Regions from separate parts of the Zea mays genome. Here region 2 is linked to region 1. The links are chromatin contacts, called in public Hi-C maps. All regions are on one chromosome and are shown on one strand. Each heading gives the region's core, a stretch centred on a gene start, on an enhancer-like site or on the middle of the called end of the contact. The rest is flanking DNA. Distances are from core to core; before and after follow the strand shown.

The links. Hi-C and Micro-C count contacts between places; a contact is called where the count stands out from the background.
Region 2: a contact with region 1 is called in a Hi-C map of leaf, with 5 times the contacts expected there. The contact joins the promoter of LOC100282626 here to the promoter of LOC103639505 in region 1. A contact is called at or near these places in 2 of 25 Hi-C or Micro-C datasets (bundle sheath and leaf).

The regions. Positions count from the first base shown.
Region 1 is chr9:156,674,095-156,680,037 of Zm-B73-REFERENCE-NAM-5.0, reverse strand. It overlaps LOC103639505, which reads right to left and starts at 1,417. Exons shown (of 8, transcript XM_008662256.3): 1 at 1,150-1,417; 2 at 1,004-1,065; 3 at 800-890; 4 at 606-689. The coding sequence starts at 1,203.
Region 2 is chr9:156,807,981-156,813,474 of Zm-B73-REFERENCE-NAM-5.0, reverse strand. It overlaps LOC100282626 (beta-1,4-mannosyltransferase), which reads right to left and starts at 2,506. Exons shown (of 17, transcript NM_001412124.1): 1 at 2,308-2,506; 2 at 2,072-2,177; 3 at 1,758-1,791; 4 at 1,520-1,575; 5 at 1,307-1,441; 6 at 730-878; 7 at 509-598; 8 at 339-405; 9 at 207-270; 10 at 12-117. The coding sequence starts at 2,167.

The DNA.
Region 1 (5,943 bases), core at 168-2,667:
TTATTTTGCAACACATGAAAATAGCAAAGTTGATTATTATTTTAATCAGTATTGCTGCTCATGATAGGTTTTTCCAATAACTGGCATATGGGCATAACAAATCTGTAGGACATAAATGAGTCATTGTATAACAAAATGTTTACATGCCCTCATTAGGTTATTTAAAGGCACTGGAGAAATATTGGACATGTCTACATGGAGAGCTGGATAAGGAGGCACTAGAAGGTGGAGTCAACACCCTGCAGGTGGGCATGAGCATACTGGTGTTTAAATTATAGGAACACAGATGGATACTCAAAGGAAGAAGTATTATGCATAGTTTGCTTCAGGCTATCTTCAATAATTGGAACCTTAAGCACAATACATAAAGATTAGTCGGCATCACCTTACTACCAATAGTAAGCAATGGAGCATGTTTATGCATGCAGGGTGACTGCAGAACAAGTTTACCTTTGAGTCTTTCAGGCGCAGAACATCACCAGTCATACCAACACGAGGAGGTGTATGTATTCAACAACAAGACTAAGGTGCTTGTACAAGCAATGCTAGAAAAGCAAGCGAGCAACAATTTCAAAAGCATCAAGTTGAAATTCATAGAGAAGTACCTTCGATGGCTTCAATAAGCTCGCAACTCGGTCACGAATCAGACTGAATACTGCAAGAGACCCCCGCTCATCGATTATAATGTTCTATCAAACACAAGATTCCACACAAGCAATAAATTTTTAATGCAGTTTGATTATAACAGCAACTACTATTTACCGAACACCATAAGTAAATGAAGAATTAAGAGTTTTACAATGTTGTGCATGTCGTTCTCGGGGACAATCAAGTAGGGTGTGCCCTTATGGATCATGTAGTGCACCCTCGACGTGTAAATCTCATTCTTGCTGCCCAATAGCACCCCAACAAAAAAACAATTAAGACAAACAACTCTTACCGTTGAGACCTTATTTATGCGCACAAATACACAGATGAAATGATAAGATACGAGCGTATGCACCTTCCCTTGTTGTCAGCCTTGACAGTGTTGAGGTGCGCTTCCCAACCGGTGGCCAAGATATTCTGTGAAACCAGGGGCGAGGGAAGTAAGAGAAAGAACAACTAAGGAGGTGCGAAACGGTCGCTGATATTGCTCGCGATCAGTACCCGACACTTGTGACTAACGGAGACGGCGACCGATTTGACCTTCGCCACCGCCATGGCCACGAGCACCAACCGACGAGGGGCGCGGTGGGGCGGGGCGGTGAGGGGCACGGCGGGCGGGGGCGCGGCGGCCGACTGGCGGATGGGGGCGTCGGCGGTGCGGGGAAAGCCCACGGTGGGTGGGGGCGGGCGCGGCGGGCGGGTGGTGGGGCGGGCGTGGGGCGCGACCGACGGTGGTTGCAAGGAACAAGATCGAGAAAGGATAGTGAGAGGAAGATAAGGTAGATTCGCAGGGTAAGATAAAAAAATATAACTTTCTAAAGTAAAGCCGTAGGAAGTTACTTAACTTCCTAGAGCAGGCCGTAGGAAGTTAGTTTTCGTTTGACTGATTAAAAGCTGAAAGTTAACTTCCTAGAGGAGGCCGTAGGAAGTTAGCAGGAGAATCTTACTTCCTAGAGCAGGCCATAGGAAGTTAGCTTTTCGTTTGACTGGTCAAAAGCTGAAAGCTAACTTACTAGAGGAGGCCGTAGGAAGTTAGCGACTCGTTTGACCGCACCCGGGGATCGGCAACTGAAAGCTAACTTCCTAGAGAAGGCTGTAGGAAGTTAGCAGGAGAATCTTACTTCCTAGAGTAGGCCGTAGAAAGTTAGCAAGAGAAGCTTACTTACTAGAGTAGGTCGTAGAAAGTTAGCGGCTCGTTTGACCACACGAACGAGTCAGCATGTAAAAGCTAACTTCCTACAACATTTATAAATTACCATAAGAAAATATGTTTATTTCCTAGATCTATCAGTTGTCTCTCGAAAGTTATTTATTTTCTACGGTTTATTATAAAAGTTGTAGAAAGTTAAAAAAACCGTAGGAAGTGTATGATTTTGGTGTAGTGTCATTCGTCCTACTTCATAGTACTAAATGGGAACACTGCGCTATGTGCGACTTGGTGTCGTGTTTGACTTAGTTAGTTCATCACGGTCTATCTAGGACGTAATAACCTATGATTAGGCGAGAAGCGGGAGAGAAACTAACCTACACGCTTGCTTTGATGCACGCAATGCACCAAACTCGCTTTAAAAGATTAGAGATGCATATACATACATATTATGTACAATACTGCAGCTGGTCTTTATTTGTGCGTTCCGTATGCACTCCATCCATATAACCTTGGCAATTGCAAAGGGGTGGTGAAACATCGTCAAATGCACGCATAATGGCGTATCAACTATCAATGCTGAAAGTGGATGAGGTTGGAATTCAAAATATTTATGTTCACACACCCATACGATTCCACGAGTAGCAGGAGAAAGAAATCGTTAATCTCGAAGATTCTGAAAATCAACCGAATTTGACGAGGAGGCGCGCGCGGCCTCCGATCAAACCCTGTTGACTAGACAACGGTGCATCTCGAGAATGCAACGACCTAGCACTAGCAGGATTTATGAGGATTAACATGAAGTCATTTTTTTCTAGCACATGATATGTTTTAATTAAAACCTAAGCCTACCGTCCTTTTCTGTAACATTGCAGATATACTGTTTGGGTTTTAATCAACGGGTTGCCTCGGCTTAGTTGGGCCGTTCCACTTTGTTTTACCGGACTGGGCTTTGAGGGCCCAGGCCGGCTTCGCCTTTTGTGATGTTGGATTTGCTATCCTCACGAGACAAGAGACGGGCGACGGAAGAGGCGGTGCCGGTGACCATTCCTAGGCGGACACCAGTCCACATGCTAAAACGCCGACATCCAGAAGCGAAAAATCCAGTATGGCCTGCGCATTTCTGTTATCCTACTAGAATAGAAAGAAAACGACACCGTTTTGATCGAGGGCCAAATTAGGAAATTTATTAGTGGCGGAGAGGCCGATGGATAACCACGACTGAACTACTGGAGCGGATCATCGTTATCCCGAGCTGCTCTGCTGATCCTGCATGCTGCTCTCGGTCGTCGTCAGCATATGTCCGAGCAGAGCTGCATGCCGCGTGCATCCATCGCCAAGTGTAGTGCACGTAGCAGTGCCATGGTTTTAAGATAATAAAGATAAGAATGTTTGCTACGACGTCCGTCGTCGTCAACTCGTCATCGTCACCCACCCACCGCGTCTTGCCCTTGCGATCGATAAACTCGGCGATCACTGCGGTCTAATCGCGTGTCGATCCAGCTAATAATCGCCGGCCGGCGGGCCGCAGCGCACGCCACGCCACGCTGCTGCCGGTTCCGTCAGCCAAGAAACGGCTGCGGGGGGTTGACTTCGCGACCATATCCCAGCTCAATCCAGAGCTTAAAAAAGTAACCACGCCTTCCGCGATCGATCGATCGATGATGAGGTGGGAGTGGCGAGCACGACAGAATATGCGCGCGGACGACGCTACAAGATGTCTGTGTATTATGTGTTCTCAATCGATTGGTCCGGGTCTGAACTCGATCCTGCTAGCGTTTCAATTAGCTAGCAAACGTCCATCAGTTGACATCACTGCTGTATCGGTCGTACGTGTTCTATAGTATTATTAACTCTCTTCGTAGGTAAGCAAACACACGTGAATAACAACACTGATGACGACCTTTGCCATCTTGAGTACTGAAACAGTTTCTAATATGAAGGCTAACTTCGATAAATCGTGTAAAATAAGGGGCTTCATATATAGGATTATTGAATTAGAACCAATATTAATGCTATTATTAATACGGGTTCGAAATATTAAGGGTCTAGTGACAAGTGAGAGTGTTAATATCGGTTGGTGGTTTTATCTGTATTGATGTTGCCTTCACATATTAGCATAGGTTGGTGGCTCCAATCGATAATACTGGGCAAAAAATCTTTAAAGGCGTGGTTGATACAAAATCAGCTACTAAAGAGCTCTTTAGTATTGTTTGATGGCAAAAACCAGTACCAAATGGCTCTTAGGGGTGTTTGAATGTATTAGAACTAATAGTTAGTGACTAAAATTAGTTGAGACATCAAAACACCCTGGCTAATATTTCAGCTATTAGCTATTTTTGATAAATTAGTTAATAGTTAGATAGTTATTGGTTAGCTATCTAATTTCACTAACAATCTTTAGCTAAATAACTATTAGTTCTAGTGCATTTAAACACCCCCTTAATTTACTGCCAGCTTTTACCATCAACCGGTTCTAAAGGCTCTTACAAACTTAAAATATAATAAAAGAATCTTCTTTCTACTCACAAGTAGCATTATATCTAGTAGAGTCGTCAGGATAGAACATGTGAAGCAACGTGTGAATCGATACTAAAAATATCTTCTTTATAGAGTTTCTTGCATAAACTAAATTCTACCTGATAGCTCACTTCACCTAAAAGTGTTATCTAAACAAAAGTTTTGCACCCTAGGTTCCAACTATACTCTAGCATAACAAGTCTAATAATGTAAAGACAATAAATGAGTTGTTCAAATATAAATTTGTAATGTAAAAAGGGTTTGAAAGATGACAATGTTTTGACGAGGTATCAAATAGTTGACACTCTCCACTACTCGTTGAAGCAACCACGCAAGAGTATCGTTCTCTCTTTATTCACCCAAGGACCATATGCTCTCTACGGATTGAATCTTTACCACTCTAGTAGGATGAATCCACAACCATTTACACCTTAAGTTGGACCACCTATAATCTCTGTGAGCGATCACCAAACTCTCAATCGACGTCTAACCATCTAAATGCATGATATCGATCAACAAGAGTAACAAGCACAACCTCTAACTTGACCTATCCAAGGCTAATGAGATCGATAGGTGCACATTTACTTCTCTCAATGCACTAGTAAGGCACTAATCTCACAAATAACAAATCCCTATCTCTTCAAATGACTTTTGAGCTGGACACATAGATAAGAGAGTTAGAATGGGAGAGTCGGGGTGCATTTATACACTCCAACCACCTAATTGTATGTTATAAAAACTCTAGGGTAAAAACATAGGTGTCGGGCCATCTGATGCCTAGCCGTCGGACCATAACCCTTGGTCCGATGAGACTCAATAGTCATAATGACCTTACTGAGTTAGATATAACCTTTAGAGTATTCAACTGGACCATATAGTTGGACGACCCTTTCCCCCTCTACGGTCGGACCAGTCCAACACTCATGAAACCTCTATGATAGTCCCACGACCATCCCGTTAGGGTCCAACGCCTTGTAAGGAGAACCCTAGTTGCTACAGCTGCACAGTTTGGTCCAACAACAACCATCAGACCATCCTGACACATACAAAACCTATCTAGTCTATTTCTGGACACCGTTGGGCTCAAACGTTATGGTTCAACGACCATATTCCTCATGGCCTGACGATCAGGTTTTCTCTAGCAACCACGTGTAAGCGTTGGACCATGTTCGATGGTCCAATGACCCTATTTCTTAGAGCATGACACCTACAAACACCACCAAACCATTTTCAATTTAAACACTGTATGAACAAGGTTTATTTTTTAAATATTTTTGGTCCTCCTTTGAGTTAGTTAGTGCCAAGTTTAATAAGTGTGTGTCATAGTTCATCATTAATTAACCTTGTAATTTATTCTTTGAAAATCAAAATAAATTTCATATTTAGAGGCATGTGAACTACCGATTGCCCAAACATTCATTATTATTTTGATCTAATTAAAATTGCCTCTACAAAACATATGTTAGTAATAATAATTTTGTCTCATCATTAATGACCACCACATCTAAAATTTAACGGTTAAAGATAGTTGTAGTATAAGAACAAATTTTTAAATAAATCCTTGCCCAATTGTTAGTTTACTATCCAAACGCAACAAATAATGCTAATAGTTTCATTGTTAGGGATGT
Region 2 (5,494 bases), core at 1,257-3,756, 130 kb before region 1:
AAAGAGCAGACCAGCTTGTGCTGCTCACAACAAGTGCTGGCCTGTTAGGCTTCAAGAAAACTTGGCCATCAATCTTACTGGTAAAGGCAGTAGTGTTCATGTCTTCCCCTACTTCCTCTGCAATGTATGATCAGGCAACAAGAAATGCATTGAAGTGAAATAAGCAAAAACATCAAAATGCTCTGGCTAAGTGAAGAAAAACATACCCACTGATATGCAATCAGCATTGCCCATAGCACTACACATGGAATTCCCTAGCCTGCTAAACAACTATTACGTGTCTTAAGGTCACATGTGGTACAGGAAGGAGGAAATAAAAACTCAAAATAGATGCTCACCCCATGTTTCTCCATCAATGAAGCAGGGTGAAAAAAATCAGGAGATTGATCATAAAGAACTGTCGCCCTGGAATTGAAAGTTATGTTAGTACAAATTACAGACTAGGGAATGTGAACAGCAGTTCTTCATATATATGGATTAAACTATGTTTAAATTTTGGTCAGTCTACCTGATTCCCCAATTTTGAGCAAGCTCATGCTGCATTGCTTTTGTAACACAAAAGGCACCATCAGCCATCTGCCCAAAGTACTTCTCAAACCTATATATAATACAGAACATGCTACAACATTAACAGATATATTCAAGTCACGGAGAAAAAATTTTAACACCAAGTTATATATGCTATGTTAATCTTAACAGAAGATAAACAAACAGGGTAAAATATATTACCAGAAATAGATTTTGACAATAATGTGACTTCTGCCATGCGACAACCCCAGCAATGTATATCCAAAGTTATGCCAATCAACAATAAATTTAGCACCTCTCAGCCAGCTTGCCAGTTTTACAGCAGCCAGTGTTGGAACAGAGGGTGGATTCTATTGGAGAAAATATAAACAAAAAACGAAATTAGGCCTCTTGTTGCATCATAAAGAATGTTGTTGAAAATTTTGAGGCTATGTCAAAAAAAAAACAAAAGGTGTAAAATTTAATCACTCATGATAAAAAAAACTACAATATAATCAACTAAAAGAGGAGACTGGAGCATATTCTGCAAATAAGGATGTACGAGTTAGATTGACAGCTTCGCAAATGTGCTGACAAAGACTAGTCACAATGAGAAGGTGTCAGAAATAGGAAGACCATACACCAAAGCCACTGCATAGCATGATCTCCAGTTTAATCCAGGCACGATAACAAGATTCTAACATTAGCAAGTTTACTTCATATGACATCTGAACTGATAGAGGTTGTGTGTAATGTTCATGCAATTCTGAATACATATAATAAGGAACTTGACACTAACCTGAACAAAAAAGACATCAGGGCGAGGAATCTTAAAACAAAGAAACCAAACCAGCAAAATGAACTGGACAGCAGCTTTAAGTAGAAGTGACAGAGCACCAGATATCTTTGAAATTCCAGTTAACTGCACTGTTTTCTGAAGAGAGAATTTTCAAGTTAACAGTGATTAAAAAAAGACAATACACAACAACAGAATAGTTTGCAACATCAATACCATCTCGTGGATGTGAATTGATGGATTCTCTCTCAGTGACAAGTGAGGATCACTTCCTGTTCATTTACACAACGTCATATCTCCATAGGAAAAAAAAAAGAACAACAGAAGCTGACATAACTTTATATTGCACAATACAAACTTAGCAGCATATAACTGAGGCATAAATAGGTTCCCACTAAAGAGTGTGAGTAGATTCATAAAACTGAAATAACTGAAATTGTGAAGAACCCAGTACCTCCATTTGCAACAATGTCCACTTCCATACTGGCCTGTGAAGATGGACAAGGATCAACAACGATAGAAAGGAAAAGCATGCGCTATCACACTAAAATTGCATGTTTGGTGTTCAGAACATCGGATAGGCAACTGTAAGGAGTATTCCTTCCTTCACGCCACTCCAAAATCTTTCCATGACGAATAGTTTTTTTTTTTTTTTTGCTACTGCAGAAACAATCAACTGCGTGCAGCAAGCTGGAGAGATGGCTCCAGTGCAGCACTGCCCAATCCAACCGCTGCTAAAACGAGATGGTAGATTTAGGAGGAACAGACCTGGTTAGCGAGCGAGAGGGAGTGGTATTGCATCCGCGGGCTGCGGCCGATGTCGCCCAGTACCACGACTGACGCGCGCCTCCTCTCCGTCGCCATCGCCTTCAGCCTATGGTCAGGGATAGGATCGGTAAAGGACATGGGTATACACATGTACAGCCGGTTAATTAAGGTTTTGGGTGCTCAGTTTCGCACATCAGGAATGGAAGAGAGATGGTGCGAGCGGGAAAACCTGGCACCTGGCGGACGCTAGTCGCGGGCGAAGGGTCCAACGAAGACCTCGGCACCAGACGGAGGACGGCGGCGGCGGCGTAGCCCAGTCGTCGCAGACAGAGAGAGCGCACGCGTGGTGAAAATGAACCGCTGCAGCGGTAGCCCAATACGGGGTTGTTCGGCCCAAGCCAGGAACCCCTGGACCGTTTTCCTGGGCTGTTCTTTATCATCACCCGTTTCTTTTGCCAACCCGTTTTACCAATCCGGGGTTGTTTCTTTGTTCCTCTCTTCTGTTTTTTTATTCTTTCTGATTTCTTATTTATCCTCTCCACGAGGCACTACCGACAAATAAGTGGAACGATAGTATTATTCACTACAGCACTGAAAATAAAAAAAAATATATATTTTTAATATTATAATGTGGCAGAACATTTTTTTGTAGCGCTTTAGGTCTGTAGCTAGAGACCTTTTTCACTTCATTCCGGAACGCTTATTTGAACCTGGAACGTTTTTCTTGTGAATCTATGACACTATTCACCTGAATTATAAACATTATAATTAATATGTGATAATTTATAAGTGAACTCAAATCATTTTGTCCAAGGATGGATGAAAGTTCTATGTATAGTTCTAATAATTGAGACAACCAATAAACTATATTTTACTTATTGATGATGAACGACACAACAAGATAGTTTTAAGTCAAAGGTTGAGCATGCACATACAAAAAGATGATGATATAGCCACAAGATGAACAAGTGCTCGGCATGAAAGGAGAAAAACAAAATGCAAAGCTCAAGATAAATGTATAAGCTAAGGTATTTTATTTTATTGATTAAGACACGATAGATTGTGTAATCAGCTTTATAATAAGTAGTCGTGCTATAAGGGCTTGTTTGGTTTGAGGTGAATCGAGGAGATTTGGAGGTGATTAAATCATCTCCTATACAAATTTGTATAAAAGGGGATTTAATCCCCTTCAATTCCCCTCTCCCAAATCCACCTCTAACCGAACAAGCTCTGGAGAGGAAAAACTAAGGTTTAAGATGGTTACTTTTGTGCCACTAGCCGAGATAATTAATCATGCAAAGGCAAAGTAGTGCATTGATGCCTGTTTTGGTACAATGCAGTTGATGTCGAAGAGAGATAAACTCATGCATATGCATTAGACCGGGTGAAAATTCATTTTAGACATATTTGTGAAAGGCTAAATAATATACTCTAGTAGTTAGGACACATTGGAGTTAGCATATGTGCCGAGGTTGAAATAAACAAGACTACAGAATGCCTATAAGGCTATAACAAACGTTGAACCCGACCGAGGCACCGAACTGCAACCGTACTAGTCTAACGGCTAACCCTAGCTATATGCTATGGTCTAATAGAGGGTGTTACATCTCTCATCACATCTAGTGATAGTGACTCATCTAAAATGAAATTGTGAGTAATCTCTAGTGATTTGCATTGAGTTGTTACATCTAGTACCACTAGTGATCGTATTGAGTTACAGGATTCTTATTACTTTTTGGTGGTTGTCACCACCTAGATGTTTTGGAGGCAACAAATGATCGTTGAGTAGTTTTGGTGATTGTTATCACCTCTGAATCTCTGATCATCATGTTGCAATGGGCTCTTATGCTCATTCCCCATAAAAGATTCGTGAAGAGCAACTCTAATAGAATAGTGGTTTATTGGAGTGTCTTTCAAGAGTGAATCTTATGACATCATTTGTGAGTTTGGCTTATTATTCTAATTAGTGTATCAATCATCTAATCTGGACACGTCATAATGAGGAAATAGATTGCGAGCTTGCAATCAAATCTCAAGAATAAATATTATATTTATCGGTTGCCTCATGTGATTTTGCATTCCAAGTTACTCTTATTAATACATTTGTTTATTTGTATTTTATAGTTTACATAATATTGTGTAGAGTACTACATTATTGTTTGTAGCTACCTCTTTATTATTCATATCTTTTACATGTTACCAAGTGAGTATTTAATTAGAACTAGACCAAGACACGTACTTCCGCATATAGTTTGAACTTATATCTAGTTCTTAAGTTAAGTTTTGTTAGATTATTTTTTAGGCTATTTATCTCCGCTCTAGACATCTAGATCATATCATGTGGTATCAGAGCTTTGGTCACCTCTAACAACCTTAGGTGTAAAGATGTCTCATTAATAACATGAGAAAAGCCACCACAATTCAATGAAACTAACTATGACTATTGAAAAAAAGGAAATGTGCACACACTTAAGATCAAATAATAAAAGAGTTTGAGATGTTGTAGAAAATAGCCTCAAAACAATGAAATAGAGCTCAACAAAATGTTCCCTAACTTAAGAGCATTTGGTTTGCATTCAAGCCAATGGTTGCATTCATTACTCTTGAAGTCTTGTTCCTAGGCTAGGGCATCATTTGTTGAGCAGTGTCGCTTGTGTGGCAACTTTGTAAGTTTGTAATCATCTCCTACAAACGAGTAAGAATCACTCATTTCAAGAGCTTTGCCTCTTGACATGAGAATAAACATAGGGTTGAGAAACCCCAGCCTTGGTAGCTTCCTCGATAACATGGAGGTGGACAAGCCTTTGTGGCATGTCGAACCACAGGATAAATTCACGTGTTCTTGAGTTGCTTAGTTATTTTGTTATATACTTGCTCATAATAATAAATATTTAGGGTTTAGTCTTGGTCATTCCGTTCGTGTATCCTAGTATAGTTTATACTGTGAATTATACTATGTCCCATCATAGGAAGCTTACAAATTTACTCAGACTAATTTTAATGGGTAGAATTTGAATCATCACATGTGCATTTTCGTGTGTGTGACAGTGTTGCTCTAAAGCCGGTAGTGTTGGCTCCAAGCAGTAGAGTTGCTCGTGTTGTTGCTAATAATTTTCAAGGTGATATTTTTGATAGGTTTATTCACGCCCACTCTAGGCTTAGCAAACCCTTACAATTACCAAGAAATTGCATAATCGATATTAGAGATATTTTTTTTGCAAAATACAACTTCAAGCTCAGGGCTACATGGCGTAACACCTAAAAAGTTTTTTTATTTTTAGATCCTATTGAAGTCCTTCGAGTTGATTGTTACTCAATACAACTCTAAACTATGGAGCTACACCATATGGTGCACATGTAGCGATGTGCCCCATATTTTCAACTCGAATTCATATAAAATACCTTGAATATGATTATGCAAGT